Linked DNA regions of Sus scrofa: region 2 is linked to region 1. A link is a contact called in public HiChIP or PLAC-seq data. All regions are on one chromosome and are shown on one strand. The core of a region is the stretch at or near the end of the contact, and the rest is flanking DNA. Distances in the headings are between cores, read along the strand shown.

Region 1 (5,330 bases), core at 2,046-4,545:
GTGGTGTAGGTCTGCAGCTGCATCTCTGATTTGACCCTTAGCCTGGAAACTTGCATATGCCACAAGTGCTGACATAAAAATTAAAAAAAAAAAAATAGGAGAAGAAAAGAAGAAAGGCAGGCATAGTATTAGGAATCACTATATCTGACTCTTGGTTGTTGAAGCAGGGTGCAAAACAGTGCATGAGACCATGCCCATATAATTTTACTTTGGGATGTATTTGTTGTAGGTATGAGATATAAGAACAAGTTTTTCATAGGGACACTGGATAGGTTTCTCAGTCTATGTTGTAAGTAACTATTTAGATGGTGTGGACAAAGAGTTAACAAAAACTCTTTCCCTTTTTGCATGAGAATCTGACCTTTGGTTAACTTCCTAGCTTGGTTTCCCTAGAAACAGATAAAGATGGTATGTGTCAACTATGTTACTAGGCAACATTGCATAGGATAAAAAATGACCCCTCATTGGTAGACTGCAACTGGACTTGGGGGTAAGTACAAACGAACTGTAAATACCTGATGGGAATGCCAGGCTTTGGACTTCTCTGAGTGTAGCAATTCTTGTAACTAGAATGTCCCTTGAGAGCACCCTGCAAGCTATGACCTTTGGAACTGTTACAAGAGTTATTGACTGCTGGTGGATATAAGGCTTTTTAAACAAAGGCAGTTCCTTCACCCACCCAATATGGATCCTATCACCTTGCACCTGTGCTGGCAGAGCTCTTTATGGAAAAAGGTTGCCTACTGCTGCTCTTCTGGCAACTACAATTCCCAGCTTATAGCCTTCTGAGTAGGCTGATGTCAAATGCAGTGTATAGTAGTCCTGTGAGCCTGAATGTCCAGTTGAGCTTAAGAACTACCTGCTGGATGCTGCAGGCTGGTTTAGTGTCATGGTGGCTTCCTTTGGGTAACACGAGAGGTGTAACTTTTTGGGAAGGGATCTGGAACAAATGAGGTTTCTTATAGTGCCTTCTTATAGTGCCTTTTATCTGTATAAACTCAATTTCTATTTTTTTTTCCTCTCTTTTTCTAAGGCCACAACTGCAGCATATGGAAGTTCCTGGGGTAGGGGCTGAAATCATAGCTGCAGCTGCTGGCTTATGCCACAGCCACAGCAATGCTGGATCTGAGGCTGGCAACACCGGATCTTTAACCCTTTGAGTGAGGCCAGGGATTGAACCCACGTCCTCACAGAAACTATGTGGGGTTCTTAACCTGCTGAGCCACAATGGGAACTCCTAAACTCAAATTATTTTGTCCATCCATCTACCCATCCAGTCTACCAAAGATCCAGCATTTATTCAGAGTCTACAAATGTGCCAAGCATTGTGCTAGATACAAGAAATATACAAGGTCCTTTCTCTTAACTAGCCCCCATATTTTATGGAACTAAGAGATATATATTGATTATTTAGTAATAATAATAATAGTGGTCAATATTTCTTAAATACCAGATACTATGTTAAGCCCTTGACATTCATCTTCTCATTTAATCCTTAGCAAGAAAAAAGTAGATATTCTATATATTTTGCAGACAATGAAAATGAGGTACAGAGAGGTTGCCTCAAAGTTATAGCTCCAGTGTGGAGTTTGAACTCAGGCAGTCTGACCTAAACAGTACATCATTTACTGTGGTGTGCACCTTGATAATAGTTAGCTGTTATTAATATTTACTAAGCTATTTTCACATGGAAACAAATAAGGGAATCAGAAGCCCATCTCCTCTTTGCCACACCTTAGTGCCTCAGATTTAATCCGCTTCTGCCCAGTCTTTACTAAACATGGCCTTGACCACCAAAAGCTTCATACAACCATCTTCTATGAAGGCGCTCTTGGCTCCCCATCTCCTACGATGCCTGAAAGCCTGCCAATTAAAATCCGAGTTAACAAGCAACTACCCAGGAGCAATCAGGATAACCAGGGATATAGTGAAGGGCCAAAAAAAAAAAAAGCAAAAATTTACCTGGATCTCTCTGTGTATCAGACTTATTCTTTCTCCAGAGAAGGCATTAGCTACTCTCTGAGCCAACCTAACCAGCTTCCTCTCCCGGTTCTGAAGGCCTTGGCTCACAGTTGGGCAAAAGTGAGAACTGTGACATTTTCTGTCTCCAATGATTCCCTTTAGAAACCAGATTACGAGACAAAATAATGTCTTTGAAGTGACAAGCACTGTGCCTGTCACTCAATAAACCACAGCTATTATTATTCTTTCTATGTTGCCTGCAAAATGTTGAAAATTATCAGAAAGGCGGACACCTCAGTGGCTTTAGCACCTAGTATATCCTTTTTAATCATAATCTCCGTATGTCTGTCAGGAACATTCGTTAGGTACGCACTGGGTGGGCTGCGGGGTAGCAGAGGCAATAAAGAGATCCTTCAGGTCCTTCGGGATGCTTCTGACACACTTAGGAACACAGGCTGGGAAATCTAAAGGTGCCTCACAAACCCTTACCAAGAGCACCTGCCACGTAGCAATTTCCAGCTTTCCTAGTCTCCTCCAGGAAGGGGGCTGACTGGTCTGCAGAGGAAGCTTGCTATTATTAATACTGACTAAGCTGTTTCCACGTAGAGATAAATAAGGGAATCAGAAGTCAATCTCCCCTTGGACACACCCCATCACCTCAGATTTAACTACTCCACTCTGCTTCTCCAGACTTCCCTAAACATGGCCTTGACCGGCAGCCAACCCAGCTCAGTCCTAAACCTTTGGTCAGGAGGAGAAACCATAATGCTGGACTGTGATACTTTTCTGTTCACCAGAGTGGATTTAACTACTCCACTCTGCTTCTCCAGACTTCCCTAAACATGGCCTTGACCAGCAGCCAACCCAGCTCAGTCCCAAACCTTTGGTCAGGAGGAAAACCCATAATGCTGGACCGTGACTCCTTTCTGTTCACCAAGGACTGTCCGCGTCTGGCCTGTCTGGATCTCGGGACCCAGGCCAGTTTCCTACTCTGGGATTTCCTTCGACTCCTAAAAGAACAAAGAAATTCTCCCTGTATTCCACTTCCAGAGAGGCTCAGGTCTCTCTGAAGATTCAGGACCTAGCCTAGATTTTGAAATCTTGAGCTCTTGTGCTTCTTTGACCAGGATGAGTCCCAGAGCCAAAAATAATGCGGGACAAAAGATCTCAGGAAAAGGCCCACGTTGGGTCATGGGCTTGTCTGGCCTGGAAGTCCGGGCTGAGGCTTAGGGGCTGGTCTGTCGGAGACGTGGACATCAAAGGACGGACAAACCCGAACCCCACTCAGTTCATTCAGCAAACATTTACCAAGCAGGTACTGTGCTATACCCCGTGGGCGGCAAGTTGACAAAGACAAGGTGCCTTCCCTTGAGGAATTCAGAGTCATTTATGGTTCATGTAACATCAAACACAGCCATCAGTTTCTCAGAAAAAAACAAAAACAAGAACAAAACCCCACCACATTGATTCTCAAACTCTCGCAGTAGAAATGCTCAGTTTCCTCTAGCCCAGAGTTCTAAAATGTCTGACTCAATGAAGAAAAATGCCATCAACTGCCACCAGAGCCTCCCCAAATGAGAATTCTGTAGCAGAGTGATCCTGATTATCTCAGAAATCCCAGGCAGAAATGGAAGCAATATAAATAAACATAAAAGAAAATAGAGGTGCTGTAACACAACTATAAATTGCTTTTCTCCCCGACTTTCTTCCAATCATCCAGGGCAAAAGAGGGAAGTTGGTCTCTGTGGCAGAGAATAGACCAGCAGCTGTTCTATATCCTGCCAAGAGGAGAGAGACTTCTTATAAATAATAGCCAACAATATGTCCTCTGGGACCAGAGATTCAGCCAGTTGGAGGGGGGGAGGGCGGAGGGGAGAGGGAGGGTTAATGGGATGGGGGGTGACCGACACAGCAGAGGGCGAATTAGGAGAAACCCTATCAAATTTTCCTGTGTACTTATGTTTCTATTACCTCATTAGGGTGATTACATAATGCCACTCCATTTATAAACTGCAAGGGAAGTAAGGGCAGCATCCTCATTAGCAGAGGCTGATGCGAGACATTAACATACCAGGCAGTCATGTGGGCAAACAATGAAGATGTTCGCAGAACATCTTTTCTTTCTCTCTTCATCGCTTTGGTATTTTGTCTGCTCCTTCCCTCCCTTTAGCCATATATGTGGATCTGTGGCTCAGACCTGAAGCCGACCACGTGGGCGCCCTCGTATTGAGAGCGCTTCATGTGAGAGAGGTATGGCATCGCTTTTACTGCTTTATGCTCTATTAGGAGGGAGAAAAAAGAACCATCTTAGAGCCATGTAGGGGTCTCTCCTTGAAAACTCCACAGAGGGCTTCCAGCCAGATGCAGACTGAAGTTCGGAAATGTCTTACTTCCTAGGAGCTTTTTCCACTTTTCCTGGACTCTGACTTGTCCTGATTCGAAGTTATAGCTCTAGATGGGGATATTTTGAGGGGCTGCTGTTTCTGGATATAGTACTAATTTGCATCTCAATTTTAAAAAGAGCTCACTCGGACAGTAAAATTCACTAAGTAATATTTAATAAAAGAGGACACTGAGTCCCTAAAAGGTGAAACAACTGGCTCAGATAATCAGAGGAGGAGCCCAGGCTGGAAGCCAGCATCAACAGGAGTTCCACAGAAAGGGACTGTAATTTACAATTTCTAAGAGAGGTTGGATTGAGTGTCTGCTTTACCATGGACTCATCTAATGAGGGGATGGTGTGGGCCACGAGGGGGTGTTAGGTAGAGACTGATCTTTTCACGGTCCCTTGGAGGAAGAATTAGCTGTTTAGCTTATATTTATGTCTTATATGTGGTTTTAATTTGATATACCACCTTTTATTCTTACATAACACTATTTCATCTCTCTCTCTCTTTTCCTTTTCTCTTATATTATCTCTGGCTTTAATTTCGGGCACTCCCAAATGCATTATTGCAAAGTTATCCTTTTTCTGAAGGTGAGCACTTATTTCACGTTTGTTCTTATGATTGGAAAACTAGGTGAAAAGTCCAGGGGATCTAGCACTGTGCAAGAACAGGAAGGGGTATCTATATTCAGATTAGGAAGAAAATAAATGGAAACATTTGGACTGCAAACAATAAATCAGGGACATTGGGCACTTTACCTGGGGCTTGGGAAATACTATTGACTTAAATTAGCAATCTTTCTCTTCATTAAGGTATACTGTTCCATTTGTTTTCTCTTCACATTGTTTTTGGTTACAGTATCTTAACTATCCAGCAGATGGCATCTGCTTCAAAACGCTCATAAATTCCATTTACATTTCAAGACAAACAGGATACTAATACACTGAAGTCTTAATCGACTTCTACATTTAATACCTAGAA
Region 2 (5,888 bases), core at 1,910-4,409, 110 kb after region 1:
TGAGAATCTGCATTGCTAATAAATTTCCCAGTGATGGTGACTGGACACTACTGGTCCTGAGACCATATTTTAACAAGCTACTGCCCCATGGCCTCTACTCAGTACACCCAATCCACTTTATGTCAAATAATAATCATAGTCTGAATTTATCATAGTTAGTTGCATGCCCTATGCTGTAGTGTTTATGGTCTTGAATTAGGAAACAGTGCATGTCTTAATAAGTTTTGTGTCCTTCTTGCTTTTTCACTATAGAAAGAGATCGGTAAGCACTTATTGCGAGTTTCTGTTGTGGCGCTATGGGATCAGCACTATGGGTGTGCTGGGATGCATGTTGGATCCCTGGCCCAGCACATGAGTTAAGAATCTGGTGTTGCCAAAGCTGCAGCTTAGGCTGCAACTGCAGCTCAAATTTGATCCCTGGCCTGGGGATTCCATATGCCACAGGGTAGTCAAAAAAGGTGGGGCGGGGGGAGAAAAAGCCCTTGTTGTTAGTTAGGGGAAACCCAGGCAGAAATGATTGTCTTCTGAGCCTACAAAAAGCCCTGGGATGTTGATGATAACAACATCCCCCCAGAGCTATTTACATCAAGGCAAGGAGCCCTGGCTGTTTCTTCTGGGATGTACACTTCAGGTCACCTTATACCTCTGTTTTCCCTTTAAAGGTATTCTCGTCATTTGAGCCTGGTTGATAGTAAGGACTCCTGAATCAGAAAACCCTGATTTTGAACCCAACTGTAATACTTATGGCCATGGCCATTGGTAAGTTGAGTAAGGCTCCGGTTTGCCCATTTCTTTCATTTTCTTTCCTTTTTTTTTTTTTTGCTTTTTAGGGCCGAACCTAAAAACGCATATGGAGGTTCCCAGGCTAGGGGTCAAATCGGAGCTATAGGTGCCAGCCTACACCACAGCCACAGGAATACGGGATCCAAGCTGCATCAGCTTAGGGCAGCGCCAGATCCCTAATGCACTTAGCGAGGCCAGGGATCAAACCCACATCCTCGTGGATTCCAGTGGGATTCAGTTCAGCTGCACCATGAAGGTAACTCCCCAGGTTGCCCATTTCTAAAATGAGGTCTAATAATCCCTAATTTACAGCTTTGCCCTGGGGATTAAGTGTAAAACATGCATAGAATCTGTGTGGCTCCGTGCCTGCCACCCAGTAGGGACTTGCTCATCCAGCATCTATTATTTATTACAAACGCAAATTGGGGGGGGGGGGTAAGCGCACTGTGCAGTTTGCCCTGCTCCCTCTGGGAGTGACCCTGGGTGCACACTTGCCTATAAATTACTCCAGGAGGTTTGACAAACGGCTGCAGGATCACCCTCGAGGCACTGCACCTTTCCTTGAGTATCAGTGACCCCAATTTCAGCTGGGGGGGGATAAATCTTCTTCCATTTTAATAAAATTTCTCAGGAGTTAATGGCAAGTAGGAATGTCACTGGAGGAAGCCTCTGGAAACTGCAGAGCTGAGCGTGGGGAGTGTCCCAGGGGGCCAACCTCTGAGAAGATGCCCGTGTACTGTGATGGGGAACATTTTGAACCTGAAACAGGAGGAATGTGGTGGGGAAGGTGGGGCGAATTCAATCTCCTCAGCCTCCCCCACACAAATCAATCACAAAGGAAATGGGCATTTGAGGAAAAAGTTCCTTTAAAATGTATTGCTATTTGTATTTCTATTACCTCATCTCATAAATCTCGTTTCCCGCGTCCTATGATTCCTTGAGCAGAACAGCCCGGATCTTTTACAGTCTCTTAATGGGCTCATTTTTTTTTTGACTCTTTGAGACAGACAAAGGAGTCTTGGAATCCACCAGATGGGAACGGGAGCAGGTTAGAGGACCAACTAGAGGGTCACTTCAGACGCAGAAAAGCTGATGGGAAGCTGACCTTCCAGACATCTTCAAGTTACTGAAATTTTTGACTTCCCTTCTGAAGAAGATTTCAAGGCAATAAAAACATAATCAGAAGGTCTATGTTATAACTTACTTAAGACTGCTTTGTTTCATGTTCAGCATCCATATGTCCTGAAGTTTATTCAACGGGTACTGTTCCCCCTATTTTACTGTTCAATTGTATTTCATTCCACTGTTTGGATAGCATCGATGTGTCCACAAACTTCCCATATTTTAGCTACCAAAGGATATAATCCAGTTTGCCTCACATCCCCCACATTATAAAAAATGCGATAATTTTTGGTTGAGGAAATAAAACCATTGCAATATACACCCTTTCTTTTGCAAATGAGGAAAGTTGGATCTTACTACAGGTTGGTGTCAGCACCATGAGGCTGAAATCCAGTTTTTCTGACCCTTGATACATCACTCCCTTCTCCTACACTAGGCAGCCATCATATTCACTGCAAGCTCTTAAAAGCCTTTGTTCAAAAAAGTTGAAGAAGCACTTTAATCCCGACAATATATCCCAGAACCCCCAGCCCTGTCTCGTTACAGAGAAGAAAAATCAAGTTGAATGCTATGTACATAATGTCATGGAGGCATTCTCTTTATTTTATCGATCTAAATTTTTATTTTTAATTTTTTTATTTTACGTGTATATGTGTCATCAGCACATCCTCTTCCTTCAAACATGCAGAATCAGGTCTGATTGTTTTTGCATCCACAGGAGGCTTATTGCGTCAAGTCTTGGCATCTCTACTTGATTTAAAACAAAGCACTTTGTGGAGATAATAAGATACTCAAAACTCTTCTTGTCCAGGTCCAGCACCTGCCATGTTCCAGGAACTATACTAGCTATTAGGTATTAGAAGTTAATAAAAAGTTGAAGGCCCTACCCTCTTAGAATTTAGAGTTGGACTTAAGCATCCTGAGCACGAGCGTCTAAGAAGGGCTCTTAGGCTGTCCAGGTCTCGAAAACCCAAGGTCTGGCACAGTTTAATTAAATGACCATCCTTCCCAATTAGCCGTGAAAAACACTGCTTGTATAACTATGTCATTATCACTTCCTGCCTGGATTAGTGTAATCCGTGATATGCAGGCCTTCTGTGCTCCAGCATTTCCTCTGGGGATTTGCAACTTTTGCAAAACCCGAGCTTTAGAATGCAGGCTGGAGCCAAAAGTTCATTACTCACTTCACTCCTATGCCAAGCAAGCTTCATGGGCTTCCTTGACAGTGCAGCACGCACAGTACATGTTCTGTAGTTCAAAGGATGAGCAGAAAGCTCTTCCCCAGACCTGGGGCTGTCTTGGCAGTTTAAGTACACACTTCTCTCACCCCAAGCAAAAGGTGGCAAGTGCCAGCCCCAGACAACATATGTGTTCATCTCCTGTTGCCTGTCAAGAAAAAGCTAGATGCTATAGAAATGATTCCGACCTCAGCGGGACTGGCTGGGCCCTTTCTTGCAACTCCACAGTTTTGTTTTTTAGAACAGCTACTCCCTGGGGGACTTCCTCAGGTAGGACAACGGTCTTTAGGACCACGATGTTCATTTTTTTCTATCAGAAACTCACTTTTCTTTTTTCAGAAATGAAGTAATACTAGAGATCAAGCAGAAATATTTCAGACAAGGAAGCGGAAGCTGAGAGAAGCAGAGAGCATGCTTTAGCCAAGGTCACAGCTAGGACTAGACTCTGCGTCTCCTAATTGATCTAAAGAACTACTGTGTCTTCTCTGATAAATAGTTCTGATTCCAGTGACCTGTGCCATATGGCCACCTTCTCCCTCTGTATTTATAGGAAGGACCATTTCTATGTGTAGGCTGTTGAACTCCTCTGTGCCGTAATGGAAAGGTCCTGAAAGCTAGACACCATTTCTCATTGATAATATTGCTCAGGTATTACCTCAAAATAGATTGTCAGCACCAGAGCAGGAGAAAAGCCCATGAAAGGCTATTCCAGCTTTTGAAAACACCACCAGCATTTTCACAAAGCCAAACTGCATGAGACAGATCAAAGAGCATTACACTGCCTTCTGGTTATGGGTCACTCTATCTCTGTGAATCTAGTCACAAAAGCACAGAAATTCAGAGCTGGGAGGGACTTCACAGATCATCTTGTCAACTCCTTCAGTTTAAAGGTGAAGAAAAGGAGACCCAGAGAACACGGGAGACTCGCCCCAGGCCATAGAACTAGTTATAAGGAAACTGGCCTGTCCTTTCCCCTCTGTCACGCTGTCCCATAACAAAAGGCTTACGCCACCTGATAGATCCAGTGGTTGGGCCAACAAGACTCTTGCTATTCAGCTCTTGATGTGAATTTCCTAAGAACATAAGATGCTTTTGATTTTTTTTAAAGAGTGATACAGATTGTGACAAAGCCCCAAAGGGACCTCGTCCAAAGCAAGAGAATTGCACAAGCCAATGTGCAACAAATTCCTGGGCATGATACAGAAAAAAAGAAGAAAGAGGAAGAAGAGAAAGAAGAAGAGGAGGGGGGAAGGGGAAGAAGAAGAAAAAGAACAAGAAGAAGAAGGGGAAGAGGAGGAAGAAGAAGGACAAGGAGAAGAAGAAGAGGAAGAGAAAGAGGAAGAAGCAGCATCATCAGCAGCAGCTGCCACCTATCTCCCAACATAGAAAAAGAAGAAAACCACCCCATCATGGTCTCAAAAGAAGTCTAATCTTTGAAGTATGATGCTTTAAGACAGCTAGCGTGGCACTTTCATAACTAAAGTGAGTACCAAAAATGTCAAATTCTAGTTTAAAAACAGTAAGACTCCCCACAGAACTGATTAGGGGGAAAACCTACCCACCCTTTCTACTTTCCTCTTCACTTAACTTGGGTAATATATTTCCCTAAATGTCTAGCACCCAAAACCTCCAAGGGCAAGAACTTTGTTAAAATAACCTTTCTTACTTTAAAAATCATACATACTTTTTTATAGAAAATGTGTAAAAATACAGAAAGTTATCAAGAAGAGAACCAAATCGATCTATACATTTACTATCTGTACAAAAAATACTGTACTTTTTAAAATTAAAATTAAAGATATTTACCAGTATTTTAGTTAGGCATGCATATACCTAGATATTTTTCAAATAAATTGGCCTCACATCATTATATATTGTCATGTAGCCTGTTTCTGCTTGTTTTCACATTACAACTTAGCAGGATTTTTTTTTTCCCCCTAAGGAGTTATCAAACTTTAGTGAACATCAGAATCACCTGGAAGGCTTGTTAAGACAGAGGGCTGAGTCCCAATTCCGGTTTCTAATGTAATACCTGTAGGCTAGAGATCCATAATTTGTATTTCTAACAAGTTTCCAGGAGATATTGCTGTTGCTGGTCTGGGAAACACACTGGGAGAACCATGGTCCTATTATAACAGAACTTCAAAATCATGGCTGTAGGAGTTCCTGTTGTGGTTCCTTGGTAACCAACCTGACTAGTATCCACCAGGCTTCGAGTTCCATCCCTGGCCTTGCTCAGTGGTTTCAGGATCTGGCGTTGCTGTGAGCTGTGGCGTAGACCAGCAGCTACAGCTCCAGTTCAATCCCTAGTCTGGGAACTTCCATGTGCCATGGGTACAGCCCAAAAAACCAAACAAACAAACAAACAAAAAAAATCCTGTCTACAGACATACTAGAGCCAATACTACTTTAGTAGTTTATTAAGTGGGTATGGTAGATGATAGGCATTTTGACTTTTTGCAGTTTTCGCTGTTATAAACAATGATGTCATAAATATGTACTTTGCATATCTTTTTTTAAAAAGAGCTTTATTGAGGTATAATTCTTATATTCAAATTCACCTATTTTAAATATACGATTCTGTTTCTTTAGGATAAATTCTAAAAAGAAGAATTGCTGGGTCAAAGACTGAACATTTTTATGGTTTTTGAGATATATCGATCAACTGTCCTCTAAGGTTGTACATCATTACATTCTCACAGCAGAGTATAAGAGTCTCATTTTCTGATTGCCCTGGGCAACCCA

The links. HiChIP or PLAC-seq counts read pairs in DNA pulled down with a chosen protein or histone mark.
Region 2: a contact with region 1 is called in an H3K27ac HiChIP or PLAC-seq map of alveolar macrophages. The contact joins two enhancer-like sites. A contact is called at or near these places in 5 of 47 Hi-C or Micro-C datasets (embryonic fibroblasts, epiblast stem cells, heart right ventricle and 2 more) and 2 of 2 datasets of contacts at active chromatin or transcription factors (alveolar macrophages and skeletal muscle).

Annotation. Positions count from the first base shown.
Region 1 is chr9:28,076,621-28,081,950 of Sscrofa11.1, forward strand. All of the region lies in intron 2 of MAML2 (mastermind-like protein 2), which reads right to left. Among named protein-coding and RNA genes, the nearest start is that of MTMR2, 100 kb to the left of the region's middle. Within about 2 kb of position 3,296, at least 33 of the 83 cell types and tissues checked have an H3K27ac peak or open chromatin away from gene starts, as enhancers often do. A contact at or near this core is called in alveolar macrophages, omental adipose tissue and skeletal muscle, where this site is marked.
Region 2 is chr9:28,189,317-28,195,204 of Sscrofa11.1, forward strand. The region is part of intron 1 of MAML2 (mastermind-like protein 2); the gene reads right to left. LOC110262219 (a long non-coding RNA gene) reads left to right here. Exons shown (of 3, transcript XR_002346983.1): 3 at 663-5,600. Among named protein-coding and RNA genes, the nearest start is that of MAML2, 180 kb to the right of the region's middle. Within about 2 kb of position 3,160, at least 17 of the 83 cell types and tissues checked have an H3K27ac peak or open chromatin away from gene starts, as enhancers often do. A contact at or near this core is called in alveolar macrophages, omental adipose tissue and skeletal muscle, where this site is marked.